Linked DNA regions of Mustela erminea: region 2 is linked to region 1. The links are chromatin contacts, called in public Hi-C maps. All regions are on one chromosome and are shown on one strand. Each heading gives the region's core, a stretch centred on a gene start, on an enhancer-like site or on the middle of the called end of the contact. The rest is flanking DNA. Distances are from core to core; before and after follow the strand shown. Region 1 holds the start of RPE (ribulose-phosphate 3-epimerase). Region 2 holds the start of KANSL1L (KAT8 regulatory NSL complex subunit 1-like protein).

Region 1 (2,700 bases), core at 183-2,682:
ACACTCTCCACTTCTTCCCTCCAGCTCCGGTGGAGTTCCATTTTACTCAAGCTTTCCACCAATATCCTTCCAAATAAAGCAGGATGGGCCACTTGGGAAAATGGGTACCCAGCTTGATTTCTCTGCTCAGATTGTGACATACTGGAATAACTGGTAGATTTCCTGGGAGGAACATGAACGAACTGGTTGCCCTCTGAATGTGGCCAGAACCACCATGGAAGCCAAGTTACCATCAGCTGCCTTTTGCATAGAGTAGAAGTGCCCATTCCCTATAATCTAAGCTATGCTCTTGCTAAATCTCCCCCCCCCCACCCCCCAAGTGGTTTAATTTCGTCTGGTCCTGACACAATGACCTTGACACATTTATCAGAGAAACAGACACTCTTATCCTCTTCCAGATTGTGTCTGGATAGTAAATAAATATTACAATTTGTCACCGAATTACTGAGAGGGAAAAACTAGGTAAGGATGAGGGCTGGAAGCCCAGAAGAATAGTAATAATAACCACCACATTTTGTACTGAGCCCGATATCATAAACTGGCTGCCTTACCTGGATTCACTTATCTAACCCTTGTAACAACCCTAAAGACTGGGAGGATCCTAACAGATGAGAATTAGGAGACAGGGGGGAGTGACTGCCAGGTTACCTAGTTAGCACTTGGAAGGGAGAGGACTCTGCCCTAAATCTGACTCCTTCCCCTCTTCAGAGGAGTTCAAGGGAACGGAGATGAGAAGAAAGGATTTTATTTATTAGAGACCATGAGCCATGAGGGAGAGAGCACAACCCTGTGGGGGATGGGGAGGCCGAGGGAGAAGCAGACCTCCAGCTGAGCAGGGAGCTCAAACTCTGGGCTGGAACCTGGGATCAGGACCTTAGCAAGGCAGATGCTTAACCTACTGAGCCACCCAGGCGCCCCTTTGTTATGCGTTTTTTTTTTTTTTTAAAGATTTTATCCATTTGACAGAGATCACAAGTAGGAAGAGAGGGAGAGAGAGAGAGAGAGAGAGAGAGAAGGAGGAAGCAGGCTCAGGAGAGAGCCGGATGCGGGACTGGATCCCACGCCCCTGAGATCATGACCTGAGCTGAAGGCAGAGCTTAACCCACTGAGCCACCCAGGCAGCCCCCTTTGTTGTGTTTTTTAAAGGCAAGCTCAAGAGCTGGAGAGGAGAGGAAAGTGCAGATGCAAACTATAGGGAAGCAAAAAGTGAAGTGAGAACAAGAGCCGGGGAAAGGGAACTGCAGAGGATGTAAATCAAAAAATCTACAAACTCCTCAAATTCTGTGAGGACTGGGAAATCTAAAACGCTTATATTGCCAGAAGGAAGGTCAAAGAAAAGAACAGGCCTGCAGGCGAGGCCCCGCCCCCAACCCCCTGGGCGGACAGCCCCGACCCCCGGGGAGGCGGGACTTCCTCCCCGCGGGCAGCTGCTTCCGGTGGAGTCCGGAAGACTCTACCGGGAAGGGGCTAAAACTGCGCAGCCAATCGGGGTAACACTTTCGTCTTACCGGGAGACTCGTGGGTAACTTGCTCTGGGGAATCAGCACCATGGCGTCTGGCTGCAAGATTGGCCCGTCCATCCTTAACAGCGATTTGGCCAATTTGGGGGCCGAGTGTCTCCGGATGCTGGACTCTGGGGCCGATTATTTGCACCTGGATGTAATGGACGGGTAACTCCGCGGGGCTCGGGTCAGGGTTGCCGCGCGGGGCGGGCTCGGCGCACCTTTATTGAGTGCCTGTTGGGTGCACGGCTTCCCTGTACCGCGGAGCGCGTCCCTCGAAACGCGGTACTGAAAAAGGGACTGGGGTGAGAGTCCTGAAGGCCCTTCCTGGAGCGGACCCGAGGCGGAATCCTGGGCTGCGACAGCGTCCCAAACCTCCACCTTTTCCCCTCCCCCCACGTAACGTGTGGTCTCCCAGCCCTTGGGAGCGGGTCGCAGTCGTAAACCTCCAGGACACGTCTCTCATTTTCAGTTAGAGAAACTGAGGCCCAAGGGGATAGGCATGACTTGCCCAAGCTCATATAGCTAGTTAGTGGCAAAGCTGGGGAGACAGGTTTGGGTAACGACCAAGAGCTCGGCGCCTGTAGTGAGGTGGCCCGATTGCCCGAGTTCTGCCATGGGATGGATCCCCTGGGACAAGCCACTTAACCTCATTGAGCTTCAGTTTCATTCTGTGAGAAATGGGGGTGATGATAGAACGTACCGCTTAGGCAGCTTTGGAAGATGAAATGAGCTAACACGTAAAGCACACAGTGCCTGGCCTACAGTAAATCCTCTGTAATTATTAGTTGTTGTATCATTGTTCGAATTTTGATGTTCCTGTTTATTTTCTCTTCAGGCACCCTGCTCTTCAGGGAGGTCAGTTTTTTGTAAGTAATTTTTAAGCGCTGTAGTTACAGCACCTAATACTGTTCAGAATCAGGATGATGCTAGTTTCTTGAAGTTGGCTGTAAAATGTGGAAATGAACCTAGAGAAAACAGTAGGACTCTCTCAGGATTACACAACATTGTGACAGAGTTGCAAATTGTGTTTTCTTGGGCTCGCCAAGTAGTTTTTTTGAGCCCGGCTGATAACTAGCCTGATAACAGCCATTACCTTGGCTTGGGGCAGAAAAATAAATTTATTTTAAATAGGTGAAACTCCTCCTGTGTGATCACATGCAAATTTGGAAATTTGTGTTATTTACAAAAGACGATC
Region 2 (2,700 bases), core at 159-2,658, 150 kb after region 1:
TTTCAAGCCCTCCACATTCCAGAACACCAGGTTGTTCTCCAAGAGTGAATTATTTTTTAAAGCCACTTTCTCCGAGCCAAAAACACTGTCAGTTTTGTCTGCAGTACTGGTAAACCGACCACCAAGGTTTCGTTGGTAACAAAACTGCCCCATCCTGTATTTTTAAAACATTCCTACAGAACCAAACTCAGCGCGAAGTGAAGCCAACGAAGACGAAAGAAGTTACGGTTTTTAAATCTCACCAGCTGACTAGAGTTTGGGGAATCAAAAAGGAATGTGCTTCCCTCAGTTTAAAAAAAAAAAAAACACTTCAATCTCCACCACCCGCAGCCCCCCGCGGCGGCTCACAGCTGATCCGAGGGAAAGGGTGGAGTGGATGTGCGCCGCAGAGCCGGCGGGGAACCAACCAAAAACGAATCCTTTTCAACGTGAAAGACAAGAAGGTCCATCCCAGTGTCTCCCTCCCTGGATGCAAAGCTAACCGCTTCCTTTCTTTAATGACCAGAGAACAGCCTTCTCTTTCTTGCTACTCCTCACCACATAGCCTCAAATTTTCCTGCAGCGTCGGCCCCTTCAGAACACCAAGAAGAGACACAAACTTGGAAACACCACTGCTTATTAATTCTCTAACTCCTCTCCACCCCCATCTAATTCTGGAACACCAAAACAACGCTGCCTGAAATAAAGTATAAAATAAAGAAAACAAGGGTCGCATCCCACACAGACGCCTCCGCTTCAGAGCTTGCCCAAAACAGCAGACACCACAACCGCGCCCGAGGAGGTGCGGCCGCTAAAACAAGGGGCGGGCCCAGCAGACCACGTGTTCTGCCGTCTGCGCACGCGCCAGCCAAAACAAAAGGGAGGCCTGCCAAGCCCCTCCCCTGACTCCACGTGACCACTCCTAGGTCCGCCCCCACCCCTCCCTCCACTCCTCCTCTCCCCTCCCCTCAGCTTCTGCCAAGGCTGTTAGGTTTAGCCGTTTAAATTTGGCTGCCGTCCGACCCCTGCCCTAGAGCGCGATCCGGTGCCGGGACCCAGAGTCCAACAGCCCATAGGATTCGGGGGGCGAAGGGGCTGCCGTTCGGCTGCCTGGCCCGCAAGTCCACCCGGCGGTCTTTTCCGCTCTCCCCTCCCCGCCCGCCGCCGTCCCCGGCAGAGGAGACCCACCCCCCTCAGCCCGCCGCTGAGACGCCGGCCACTCGCCTGCTGGGGCGCCCTGGCTCCCCTCCGCCGCCGCACCTTCGGTCCGGCCGTGGTGGGGGCTGCTGAGGTGATCTCTAGCTGCCCGCCCGCCTCCCCCCACCCGGGGCGCCGCTGACTCGTCTCCAGAGCGCGCCCCGCTCCCGCCCCGGCCGCCGCCGCGGTTTAACAGTCCGCCCGCTGCCCGCAGCTCCGGGCGGCTCGGGGACGGAACCCTGCCGTGGTGGAGGGGCAGTGGGCGGGGCGCAACGCCAGCCAATGGCAGCGGGGGAGGGGAAGCGCCATGCAAATGAGTGCGGGTGGCGGGGAAACCCCGGCAGGGGGCGGGGCCTGCAGCGGCGGCTGAGAGCGTTCTGGAAGTGGCTGGAGCACGACGCCCGAACCCTGGTGCAGAGGCGCGGCGGCTCCTTGGGGGGTGGGTTCTTGGTCGTTCTCGCTTCCTCCTTACCTCTTCCCTTGCGAGCGGGAGGCGCGCGCACGGGCGCGCGTACACACACGCACACACACCACCCCCCCAAAAATCACGGGGGCGCGTACACACACACACACCACCACCACCACCCACCCACCCCAAAAATACGGGCGGGTGACTTCCCGCCCTTGCTTTGCTATTTCTGTGCTACCGTGACAGGGAAAGCAAAGAGGGGAAAGTCGGGCTGCATTAAGCCCTACCGCCCGCGCTCGGGCTGCGCGGGCTCCTGGTGTCCAGTCCCTCCCTCCGGCTCGAGGGGCAAGTTTTAACAAAGCTTTGTCACAGTTGCCAAATCTGTACTTCTCTGTGGGCTTGCTTGTATGTGTGCTCCGCGCTCAAATCCAAAGCCATAATTCTGTACGACACCCCCCAGAGGATCTAAAGTAGGGTGACAAATCTGCTTTGGATCCGGCTGGGTCGTTTTATGGTAAAAATCAGGAGCCGCCTGCTCAAGCATTTTAAAATCTGTGCAAAGCTGGTTTGAGTGGCGTTGGAGTTAACTCTCTTCTGCAGTAGCGCAGTCAAATAAATAAACGGGGTTTTGTGCGAAGATAGTTGGCCAGGGACACATAAAAACATTTCTGAGAGTCTCGCACCTGGCTCCACTCACCACTAAACTACTCCCGGCCATTTCCCCAGCCACACTCTCTCTCTCTTTCTCTCTCTCTCTCTCTCTCTCTTTTAAATAAACTGAGCACTAAATATAGCTCTTTAGATGATGTACTACAGCCTTTCTTAAGCACCTACTTTACACATGAAATGATTTAGGGAATAAAGCGCGCTCGAATTTTAGATCCAAAAAGACAATTGCCATTATTTCAACCTTATTAATTGAAGGACATCGGATGGTCGGAGTAGGCAGGGGGGAATCCTAGGAACTGGAGTTATAACAAACCATAAGGCATGACACGGATTACTGATTAGAAAATAACCGCCTGTTCCTGGTTTTTCTAGTGCATTGGGACATACTGCAATAACTTTATGACAGGCTGCATTTATAGCAGAGAATACTTTTTGAAGATTGCTCA

What was found. Hi-C and Micro-C count contacts between places; a contact is called where the count stands out from the background.
Region 2: a contact with region 1 is called in a Hi-C map of skeletal muscle, with 9 times the contacts expected there. The contact joins the promoter of KANSL1L here to the promoter of RPE in region 1. A contact is called at or near these places in 2 of 3 Hi-C or Micro-C datasets (skeletal muscle and spleen).

Annotation. Positions count from the first base shown.
Region 1 is chr8:20,592,426-20,595,125 of mMusErm1.Pri, forward strand. It overlaps RPE (ribulose-phosphate 3-epimerase), which reads left to right and starts at 1,433. Exons shown (of 6, transcript XM_032354664.1): 1 at 1,433-1,670. The coding sequence starts at 1,549.
Region 2 is chr8:20,747,216-20,749,915 of mMusErm1.Pri, forward strand. KANSL1L (KAT8 regulatory NSL complex subunit 1-like protein) reads right to left here and starts at 1,409. Exons shown (of 16, transcript XM_032354662.1): 1 at 1,204-1,409.